Regions from separate parts of the Mus musculus genome. Here all the other regions are linked to region 1. A link is a contact called in public HiChIP or PLAC-seq and promoter capture Hi-C data. All regions are on one chromosome and are shown on one strand. The core of a region is the stretch at or near the end of the contact, and the rest is flanking DNA. Distances in the headings are between cores, read along the strand shown.

Region 1 (2,707 bases), core at 179-2,678:
AAATGCTACAAAAGCAAAACAGGCACCTGGCCAACACCTTCTTTAAACAACTGTTGTCACTCCTTTCTCCACGAGAGAACCTTCTACCTGCTTCTTCGCCTGCGAAGCGAGGATGTGGCCATCACATCTGCCTGCAAGGTTCTAGATTCTAGGTGTAGTAACATTCCATAAACTGAGTCACTGCCTAGGAGTTCTGGACTCTCTAAAGTAAGTGACCTTAAACGACACCTCCGGCAAAACTGAGCGATACCCAATTCAGCGGGATTGAATAAATGAACTAACGCAAAGTATTTGGGACTGAGAACTTCAGAAGAGCCCTGACTACTGAGAATGACTTAATTACTAGCCTATTTTTCTTAAAGGTGGAGTGGAAAGAAACTAATAGTGGCTCAGAAACAGAAAGAACTGGGCTTTGTTAACCAGCATGATGACCGCGGGCAAGTCTGGGACCCTCTCCAAACCTTCCTTCCCGTGGCTGAAAAGTGAGAGAATTTTAAGAGAGGTTCCCTGGGCTCCTACCAGTTCTTCCACTTCGCTGTTAAGGCCGCCGAAACAAAGGCCACCAGCTCCCTAGTCTGTACCCGAGGGGCCACAACTCAAAATTCTTGCTGCTCAACTCCCTTTGCAGTGCGACAGCAGGAGCGCCCGGGTCTCCATCCAAGGCCGCCGCACTCTGCGGTCTCTGTCCACTCCATCAGTAACTTGCTTTTTGCAGCTGTTGCCCAAAGTTTTCCAGAGCGCCCGCAGACCCGGCTGTCAGTCAATCCCGAAAAGAGCGGGGGCGTGGGGGAGCCGAGCCCGGGAGCGCAGTCCGGGAAATCCCGAAGCCGCTCCAGTGGCCAGGCAGGGAGTGACAGGTGCGACGCGGGACGCCGGCGAAGACCGGACAAACCAGAGCGCGTGTGGGCGCGCGAGGGAGGCAGCCGCCTCGCTTTCTCCTCTGGCGGCACTCGCGACGCCCCCAGCCCCGCTTCGGGCCCCGCGGCGCCCACGACTCCTCAGCCACCGGGAGCCCTGCGTCACGACCCGGGCTCAGACTCTGGAGCCAGAAGAACTGGGAACCTCCCGGGCAGCCCGGCCCCCGCGGGTTCCTTCCCGCGCACGCCGGGGCGATCGCGGGGTGGGCGCACGCGCACCCGCGAGCGCCGCCGTAACCCCTTCCTCCCCGCGCGCCCCCCGCACTCCCACCCAGCCGCCGCCACTCACCGTCGATGTCCCCGAGAGTCAGCTCATCGCCCAGCTCCGTGAGGGTCTCCATGGTCTCCAGAACGCCCAGCTCGCTGCTCTCATCCATCGCCCAGCTTGGCGCAGAGTCCCCCGTGAGGTCCAGCTCAGGGAGACGCGGAGGCGGTACCGCCGCCACCGCCCATGACACCCGACAGCCCCCACCTGGTACCGCCTCACCGCCCCGTGCCAACCGCCGCCATGTTTGAGCTGCGCCCCGACTCCACGGAAGGGGCGGGGCAGAATTCCCCCGCCCCGGGCCGCGCCCACTGCAGCCCCGCCCCGAGCCTCCGCACCCCCAAGTTTGTTGTCAATGGGACCAGGCTTGCATTAGCCAATCGGCGCGCGAAGCGGCTCATGGGGTGATGGTGCGTCATCGATCAGCAGCTCAGATTTGCATAGCGGGACTCCGCCCCTCACGGCATCCAAGCGCCAGCGGAGAGTAGCCGCCGGGTCCTCGTCCCAGCCTTCTTCTGGCTTAAAGGAGCCGCTACTTTTCCGTTGGATCAGCTCCAGGAGCAACTTTGTCGAGAGCCCGGAAATAGAAGGGTTAACGCACCGCTGTCCGGCGCTACCTTCTACCACCGCCCCCTTTACTCTAGGAGCACATTACGTCATCTCCCCAGTTGCCTCTTCCCTCCCCCTAGCTCTGGGTAGAATCATAGTACCCTAACATTCTGGGATAGGCTATCCAGACCCTAAGTCACACTTATCCCATCCGAGACTTAACAGGGTCTTGAGATCACCTGAGTATTGTGAACATTTTACAACTGGCCCTCAATTTTGGGAAACCTCGATCATTCTAAGGCCTTCAGACAAGGTCATTTGTTCAATGGTCTCTCCAGGTGAGGCCCCACTCCTGCAGTCACCTCACTGCATCATCTTACAGGTAGTCGGTCACACTGCACACAAAGGTGCACGCTTCCAAGAACTTATCCGAAGAAACAAAAAGATTAGTGTTCCGAGGAATGCTATTAAGTACATGTATTCAAAGACATTCATCACAAAGTTCTCTAACGGGAAAACAGTAACACAGTAAGGCATCAGGTACATAAATTACCTCCAAACAGTAGAATATCAGGGCATCGTTAAAAAAAAGAAATGCTGGAATGGACATCTGAGAAAGGACCTAAGTGTATACTGAGAGGAAGAAGGTTTTCATGGCATACATAGGAAGAGCTTCTTGTGAGTCTGAGGCAGTTGTTCTTAGGGGGTCAGAGCTGAAGGCTCTGTGGGGAGACCTGCATATCCAATAAGCCACTTCCTGCTCCTGGGCTGGCTAAGCAACTGTTTGCTGATAAGCCTGGTTTGTCATCTTTAAAACAGCACAAGACCACAGTTGTCATTGTCACATTTATTTGATTTCCGTGGCAAGCAAACAGCTCTTAACTTCTGGGATGAAGTGTTCCAGCAGGCTCTGAGGGGGAAAGGGTCTCCAGTGAAGGTATTGCAGCTCTGAGAGGGAAAAAGATCCTGGCAATCA
Region 2 (2,700 bases), core at 85-2,584, 890 kb before region 1:
CTGTGACACTTGTGATCATGTATCACCTTGATGGATCAACAGCCAATACCGCCTGGGTCCCAGCCCGCCCCTTCGCGCTGCCTCTTCTCCTGTTCATACACATCTTCCTCTGCGGGTGGGTGGCCTATGGCTGCTTGCCTCTGCACACCAGTCTCAGGGTTCTTGCTCCCAAACACCCTGCAGCTTTCACTGTTAACTGTGCAGAGGCCAAGGGGAAGGGATTTAGGCAAGGTACTGACAGAAGCCCCCATGGTGATATGAAAGGGTGGGGGAGGGGGGGAACATCAGCCACGTGCCCAGCCTCCACCACACTGGCACAAGTGGCAAAGAAAATCCAGGTAAAAATCTATCTGTCCTTCTCATTTATGCCCCACAGACCTGCCGGGATCATGAGCTAGCTGCTTCACCTCTTCATGCTGAAGTCTCTCACTGGTGTGGTGGGGCTACTCAGGGCTCTCTTGGGTTCACGGCTCTAATGAGAAAAGTCGAGACTCAGCAGGTCTGGCCCTCAACTTCTTTCCTGCTGCTTTTCTCCCCTTGTCCTCTCAGCCCCTACCTTTCAGGTCACAAAACAGACACGGGGCTCCAGGACCTTAGGAGTTCTCCCTAGAGTCTGCAGAGGATGGCCCCTCCCCCCCTCATAGGAAGCCATCACTGTCCCAGTACTGAGACCTCTAGCGCCATGGGGGCTTCGAGAGCAGAGCTGATAAGGAAGGAGGCAGTCAGGGGCCTGTGTCTCCTCTTGGGTGGGGATGGGGTGAAGTCGGGTTAGGGAGCCCCCCCCCCACCCTAGGAGGAGGAGTGGGAGGAGGAGGAGGAGGAGGAGGAGGAGTGGGAGGAGGAGGAGGAGGAGGAGGAGGCGTATCAGTTCAGGTGGATCAAGAGGAGTTCCTCCGAAGAACCAGCTACTGTCTCTCACTCCAGGATGTGTTAAATTCCCTCCGGAGGCTGGGACAAGTGGCTTAAGGCCCTTCAGCCTCCCAGTCTGCCACTCCTCTGCTTATTCTTCCCCCACCCTAGGCTCCCCCCACTCCCACCCCACCCCCCCTTCAGGACACCTTCTCAAGGGATGGCAGGGACCTTGCAGGGATGTCTGAGCAGGTGGGATTATGGTCATTTTTAGGGTTTCAGACCTAAGGAGCATGGCCACCCAGCTTCCAGGACAGGGTCCTCTGCTGCGAGGGACTAAGGAGGCCCCAGAAGCCCGGGAAAGCCAAGGTTCCTACCGCATGCTCTTTTCCCACTGTGTGGCTTGGATGAGTTGGAGCCCCAGGCTGTTTATCTGTTGGAACCCCTCACCAAGGTTGCTTCCGCTATTTCAGAGGGAGGTCAGGGTTTCTGAGAGGAACCGCCTTGAGGAAGCAGAAGGGTGTCCAGAGGAGGAACTTATGGGGACACAAAAGGGAACTCTAGCTGCCAGCAGGGGCCTTAGTCTGCAGTGACCTGAAGCGGAAGGAGGAACAGGCTTTGATAAGTGTCCAGCTTGGCGCACGGTATTCCATGGAGAGCTGGCTTCTGCGACGTGGGGCCCGAGTGCGATGCCTGCACCCACCCAGCTGGCTCCCAGCCTGGTGCTTCCTCTGTTTGCTGCCGGTGCCCCAGACCCTGCAGCTAACAGGCAAGTCTGTCTCCTTCTCACGTCCTCTTGTTCGCATACATCAGAGTGACTTTCATCCAGCGGGAACAGCTAATTCCCGGGACCTGTCTCTGGGGATTTGCTGGTTGCGTTTGAACATTGTAGACTTCATGTGGGAAGCCTTCGGGGACTGAGAAGATATTTAGCTAATGCCTCGTCAAGGTGGCATTTGAAGGGGTTGTGGGGGGACGGTGCTGTGTCTTCACCCCAGTGTTAACAGCTTTCCTGACAGCATAGCTTAGGCCTCCTGGTCCTTAAATAAGGAAGGTGGGTGCTGTGTTTTTGAGGTCAGGTGTGGAGTCCATGGAAAAGACAGCTCTTACAAGGCTACTGTGGTAGAGGAGTTCTGTTGAATCTGCCAGGTGGTGGAGCTGCCCTGGGTGCTGCTGGTGGTGGTTGGTGAATACAGAGAAAGGCAGTCAGAGCACGGCATCCTGGGGCCACACTAGAAAGGGTCACACTTAGCACTTTCTAAAATGCAGTCAGAGGCCAAGGATTTTATGACCAGCGAATCTCCCCAGGGCCAACACTGCTGTCCTATCCTAGTTCCAGGCTCCCTTGGAAGCTGGGAGGTCTGGATTCAAAGCAAGCTGTGGGGTAGAGGCCAATTTATCTAGGCCAGCGCACCTCCAAGGGTGTCCCTCTCAGGTGTGTTCCCTGGTGGTGCTGGGTAATGTCTGTCAGGCACTATGTGTTCTTGCCTTGGCCTGGCTAGCAGCTGGTCCATTGCTGACCCAGGGACACTCCACTGTGGAGGCTGAGTACTAACTGTTCTCTGTTTGACTTTACTTATTTATTTTATAAATCATGTGTGTGTGTGCGTGTGCCTGTGTGTGCCGAGGTGAGTTTACGAAGGTCAGAGGCCAGCCTCGGGTGAACATCCTTGCCTTCTACCTGTTTGAAATAGCCTGCCTGCCTGTCTGTTTGTCTGCCTGCCCACCCACCCGCCCATCCGTCTGTCTGGTCTGTCTGTCTGTCACTGCTGTGAATGCCAGGCTGGCTGGCCTGCAAGCTTCCAAGGATTCTGTCTCTGCTTCCTGTCTTGTGGCAGGAACAATAAGATC
Region 3 (2,700 bases), core at 118-2,617, 980 kb before region 1:
TCTAATGAACTGTTTCATGAAACTGGAAATAAAGCCTTCCTCCCCACATTACTTCTTAGTCGTGTGTCATCACAGCAACGGTAACCCTAATGAACACACAAGTATCCTCCTGCTTCAGCCAGGATTAAAGCCATGCCCAGATGGATAAAGTTTATTTGGGCTCACTTCAGTTTGTAAAAATTTAAAAAATCTGCCAAGCATGGGTGATGTGTGGCAGTGTCCACCTTTAATCCCAGCACTGGAGGAGACAGAGGCAGACAGATCTCATGTGAAACTGAACCCAGCCTAGTCTACATAGCTAGCCTCAGGTCAGCCCAGGCTACATGGTGAAATCCTGTCTCAGCACACACACAGTATTTTCTTGAGGGAGAGAGCTCATGCCATGAGGCATAAGCCATGGAGTGGGTGTGGAGGTCAAAGGATAACTTGCTGAAAACAATTCTCATCTTCCATGGATGTAATTCAAGATGTCAGGCTTGCCAGCAAGTACTCTTTGTTTACAGTTTCAACCCCAGGCCTCTCAGCCCCTTGCTCTCTCAACTAAAGAGACTGACTGTTCATGGCATCTCACTGCACAAAATCCCAGTTGCACCACGATTTATACGGAATGCTATTTATTTTTTAAAAATTTATAGTCGGGGGCTGGTGAGATGGCTCAGCGGGTAAGAGCACTGACTGCTCTTCCAGAGGTCCTGAGTTCAAATCCCAGCAACCACATGGTGGCTCACAACCATCCGTAATGAGATCTGTCACCCTCTTCTGGTATGTCTGAAGACAGCTACAGTGTACTTATGTAAAATAATAAATAAATCTTTAAAAAAAAAATCTCAAATAAGCCAGGCAGTGGTGGCACACGCCTTTAATCCCAGCACTCGGGAGGCAGAGGCAGGCAGATTTCTGAGTTCGAGGCCAGCCTGGTCTACAGAGAAAGTTCCAGGACAGCCATGGCTATACAAAGAAACCCTGTCTCAAAGAAAAAAAAAAATTATAGTCGGGCAGTGGTGGCACACGCCTTTAATCCCAGCACTTGGGAGGTAGAGGCAGGCGGATTTCTGAGTTCGAGGCCAGCCTGGTCTAGAGTGAGGACAGTCAGAACTACACAGAGAAACCCTGTCTCGAAAAACAAACAAAAATTATGTGTTGAGTGTGCCTGTGCACCACGTGTCCTGGAACTGGGTTCCAGATAATTTTTGAGTGATCGGAAACGAACCCCTATCCTCTGGAAGAGCAGCCAGTGCTCTTTCCATTTATTGCTCCAGCCTCCCTCTACTTCCCAATAGGACAGGGAAGGCTAAATCTTAGGGCCGGGCAAGATCCCGGGAGGCGGGCCTAGGGCTGAGAGGGCGGGGCCCCGCGTGACGCCGTCGTCGTGGAAACGCAGCGGCGCCGGAACACGGAACTCCCAGCCGTCTCTGCGCTCCCAGTTGGCCAAGATGGTGTCTCGCAGGAAGAAACGGAAGGCTGGCGGCCACGAGGAGAGCATACCGAGCCCACCGGGGTATTCAGGTGAGCAGCTGAGGGCCAGGGACCCACCATTTTGCGGGAAGGTGGCTTGCAGGTGGCAGAGGCCCTGGCAACTCGTCAGGTATCGGGGTGCAGGACCCCGCCGCCCCGACTCTGGGTGCTGATTCCGCGGCTGTTCCTCCGAAAGGCCTTGGGCTCGGGCGCGGTTCCTCCAGGCGGCGCCAGGCGTCCTAGGCCCAGCGTTGCAGCTTCGTCGTCCTCAGAAGCTAGTTATCCGCTGTTCTGCTCGTGTCTCGTTCTTTAACAAGCGCTTCCGCAGCTGTCGCCCTCCCAGCCCCGAGATTCGCATCCCACTGGTGTAGACTTAACTGGGAAGGTGGGGCTAAGTCGGCAGGAGGGGTGGGGGGGGGGGAGTTAGCCCTAAACGAAGAATGGGTGGAGGGAAGAGAGTTGGTGTGCCAAGCAGAGCAGCCCATGCTATGGGGGGGGGGGGGGGGGGCTGATGATGTCAGACAGCGGATGCTCCGAGAACGCAACACTGTGCCCGCCCCCTCAGCCTCCTGCGGTGATTATCCGAATACATTTCCCTCCAGCTTCCCGTGGATGGGTGGATGAACAGGCGGGCCGATGGAGCTAGAAAGAGACATAGTGAATTGGAACTTGGGTGGCATAGACACAGACCTCCTTTCAGGGTACCCCAAACTCTCCTGCGCTCGTTTCCCCTGTTAGCTGTTCCAGTCAAGTTCTCGGCAAAGCAGCAGGCTCCTCATTACCTCTACATGAGACAGCACCGAGTTCGCCAAGGCACCCAGTCCACATGGCCTCCCGATCGAACCCTTTTTATCCTTAATGTGCCCCCGTACTGCACACAGGTAAGAGTCTGGTAGACCAGTGGGTTGTGAATGGGGGCTTGCCACGGGCCCTACAGAATCCTGGTGGTCAGATGGAAATTCCTACAAAACCCTCAGTGGAGGATGTTGAAAGACTGGGAGTTTCAGAATAAAAATATGTTTTGTTTTTTTTTTTTTCTCCCTGCCGCCGTCTAGGCAGGGTCCCCCTCTCCCTGGGCTGTTCAGAACTTCCTGAGGCTCAGGCTGGCCTCGAACTTGCTGTACTTCCCCACCCTCCCCGTCTCAACTCATTACAGTTATGAGTGGTCACACCTGGTTTGGAAATTATCCTTCCAACCATTATTTTATTTGTTTGTCTGTTAGTTTTTCATTTTTAAAAGACAAG
Region 4 (2,700 bases), core at 186-2,685, 650 kb before region 1:
TGCGTCTCAGTTGCCTCCCATCTCCCACCCATGACCTGTGTTGGCTCCTGACTTACCGTACCATAACTCAGCTGGGCAGGGCCAAAAGGAATAGGCAGGAACATGCATCGAGACGGGTGTGGGTGTGGGTGTGGGGAGGGACCCTTTACCCCACCCAGCCCACAGACCTCTGGCACAAGGTCTGCTTTACCTATATCCATGTAGAAGACTGTCAGGGGAACAACTGACCCACCAAGAAACCAAGGGTGAAAAAGAGACAGAGGCCACCATGTGATAAGTACTTGGTCCAACCTACAGGCCTCTGGGACTCTCAACAACTGTTGACAGTTTCTCAGCTTTCTCAGATCTGACCTAAGATGCTTCCAGGTTCTGAGTCTGGCCTCTCCAATCAACCCAGTAAGTAACCTCAAAGCTGAACACAAGACTCCAGGAGCTGCAGCCCCCTTCTTCCCACTGCCTCTCATCACAAAAACCAGACAGTGGCACTTGCTGTCATAGCCGGGTGCTGTGTCTTGCAGTACCTGCAAGTTACTTGTGTCCTAACAATAATGTGCTCCTTGAGCCTCCAGGATGGTCTTACCCCCCATCCCCCCATGTTTGGCAGTATTCACAAATATCTCAAAAACACCGCCCATGTAACACGAGGAAGACATCTCTCCATCCCTCTTAAGATGATTGTTAGCACAGGGCTTGACCTAACAAAAAGCCAAGAGTGAATAAAATTAGATAGTGGTCCCCATGTGACAACTACATGGACATCTAGCTGGCCTCCCCAGAATTCTATTGACAGTTGGTGACAGCCTTTCAGCTTTCTCGGGTGAGAGCTAAGAAGTCCCCAGGTTTTGAATTTGGCCTTCCTTGAGAGTTGAATGACCTCCTACCTGTGCTCAAGGCTCCACAGGCTGGAGCCTCCTTCCTTACACTGCCTCTCCCTCACCCTCATCTGCTAGCCACATAAGCCACTTCAGTGGCCATTGCTGCATAGTGATAGTGCCCACTGATAGTGTCAGTCAGACCTCATATCCTACTAGCCAAGTGTTCCCTGAAGCCTCCAAAAGGCCTTGTTCCATTCTGAGACAATGTCTTCGGTCCCCTCGGATCTCTGGTCATGTGGCAAATTAGTCTATGACCGTTGCACCCTGAGGCAGGGTCCATGGCTACGTGCCCGCTGTGCTTACAGTGTCCAACCCAATATAACCACTATGCAATTCTCTGTGGAGCTATCAGTGCCACTCCCCTGGATAAGCACCACAGGAAAGAAGAAAGGGCAGGAACCTCTGATGTTGACTTTCCCTTGATTTTTCTGACACCCCCTTCCCCCATATAGGCTCTGTTTGAACATTAATTAACACAGCTACTTGGCTCAAGGCAGAGAACAAAGTGCAGCCTTCCCCTCCTCCCTCTTTATAAGGGACCAGGTTCCCAGTCCATCATAAGAGGATCTTTCCTGATTCTAAGTTTCTGGAACGAGTATTCCTTCAAAAGCCTGGAAGCAGTAGGGCAGCCATGGGGCTGCTGGTTGGAGATGACTTATGGGCTGTGGTCATATTCACAGCCATCTTCCTGCTTCTGGTGGACCTGGTGCACCGGCGCCAGCGCTGGACTGCCTGCTACCCACCAGGCCCTGTGCCATTCCCTGGGCTGGGAAACCTGCTGCAGGTGGACTTCGAGAACATACCATACAGCTTTTACAAGGTGAGAGAGGTGGTGGTGGAGGACAGAAGAAGTCAGAGTGACCCAGGCAGCACGTGGAGGTGTTGAAGCCACTGGAAAGACAGGAAGATGGCCCCCAAGAGAAAAAAAGAGTTGTTGGGAAAACAAAGTGGAGTGTGTGTGTGTGTGTGTGTGTGTGTGTGTGTGTGTGTGTAATAGTCTCTTCCTGTTGTGTGGTCTCAGGCCTCGCTGCCTATCTTAGGAACCTGAATTTTTTCTTGTATGGTGGAGTATGAAGGGACCCAAGGATCTTGTTCAGGCTGAGTCACAGCTGAATGATAATATTTGCTGTGAGGTCTTTGTTAAATTGAGAAGATATGGTTGCCAAGCAACAAGGTGCCCCAACCATAGGCTAGGGATGTAGGCCTGTGATAGAGCATTTGCCCAGCATATGTCAGGAACAAGGTTCAATAAGTTCTATATATGTGTATGTACAGACACAGACACAGACACAGACACAGACACAGACACAGACACAGACACAGACACAGACACAGACACACACACACACACACACACACACACACACACACACACACAGAGAGAGAGAGAGAGAGAGAGAGAGAGAGAGAGAGAGAGAGAGAGAGAGAAGCAGAGACTTGTATGAAGAGTATTGATCTTCCACTCTGCTGGAAACCTCTACTTCCTATGTGCTCTGTCCTATTTCAGCTTCAAAACCGCTATGGCAATGTGTTCAGCCTACAGATGGCCTGGAAGCCCGTGGTTGTGGTCAACGGACTGAAGGCAGTGCGGGAACTGCTGGTGACCTATGGAGAGGACACTTCTGACCGCCCCCTAATGCCCATCTATAATCACATAGGCTATGGGCACAAATCAAAAGGCAAAGCTCTATAGTGGGGGCAAGGCAGGGAGAGTAGGGCTTGAGAGGGGTGAGCAGAAGATAGACAGACCTAATGGAGATGATGTGGTCCGGCAAGGCAAGGGAAAAACACTGGGGTGGAGGGTGGAGCCTAAGGAATGCAAGGT

Evidence for each region. Promoter capture Hi-C pulls out the DNA fragments that hold promoters and counts their contacts. HiChIP or PLAC-seq counts read pairs in DNA pulled down with a chosen protein or histone mark.
Region 2: a contact with region 1 is called in an H3K27ac HiChIP or PLAC-seq map of embryonic stem cells, with 4 times the contacts expected there. The contact joins the promoter of Nfam1 here to the promoter of Srebf2 in region 1. A contact is called at or near these places in 6 of 115 datasets of contacts at active chromatin or transcription factors (double positive thymocytes, embryonic stem cells and large pre-B cells) and 1 of 9 other capture datasets (embryonic stem cells).
Region 3: a promoter capture Hi-C map of embryonic stem cells shows a contact between it and region 1, with 4 times the contacts expected there. The contact joins the promoter of Rrp7a here to the promoter of Srebf2 in region 1. A contact is called at or near these places in 2 of 39 promoter capture datasets (embryonic stem cells and liver), 1 of 484 Hi-C or Micro-C datasets (B cells), 5 of 115 datasets of contacts at active chromatin or transcription factors (embryonic stem cells, epiblast stem cells, extraembryonic endoderm stem cells and 2 more) and 2 of 9 other capture datasets (embryonic stem cells and liver).
Region 4: a contact with region 1 is called in a FOXA1 HiChIP or PLAC-seq map of pancreatic cancer cells. The contact joins the promoter of Cyp2d26 here to the promoter of Srebf2 in region 1. A contact is called at or near these places in 2 of 39 promoter capture datasets (embryonic stem cells and stem cell-derived epiblast-like cells) and 1 of 115 datasets of contacts at active chromatin or transcription factors (pancreatic cancer cells).

Annotation. Positions count from the first base shown.
Region 1 is chr15:82,145,990-82,148,696 of GRCm38.p6, reverse strand. Srebf2 (sterol regulatory element binding factor 2) reads right to left here and starts at 1,428. Exons shown (of 19, transcript NM_033218.1): 1 at 1,207-1,428. The coding sequence starts at 1,294.
Region 2 is chr15:83,032,031-83,034,730 of GRCm38.p6, reverse strand. Nfam1 (Nfat activating molecule with ITAM motif 1) reads left to right here and starts at 1,334. Exons shown (of 6, transcript NM_001271411.1): 1 at 1,334-1,618. The coding sequence starts at 1,501. Gm32620 (a long non-coding RNA gene) reads right to left here and starts at 1,415. Exons shown (of 3, transcript XR_384275.3): 1 at 1,227-1,415; 2 at 379-472.
Region 3 is chr15:83,121,468-83,124,167 of GRCm38.p6, reverse strand. Rrp7a (ribosomal RNA processing 7 homolog A (S. cerevisiae)) reads left to right here and starts at 1,367. Exons shown (of 7, transcript NM_029101.4): 1 at 1,367-1,506; 2 at 2,194-2,336. The coding sequence starts at 1,434.
Region 4 is chr15:82,792,980-82,795,679 of GRCm38.p6, reverse strand. It overlaps Cyp2d26 (cytochrome P450, family 2, subfamily d, polypeptide 26), which reads left to right and starts at 1,435. Exons shown (of 9, transcript NM_029562.2): 1 at 1,435-1,695; 2 at 2,383-2,554. The coding sequence starts at 1,507.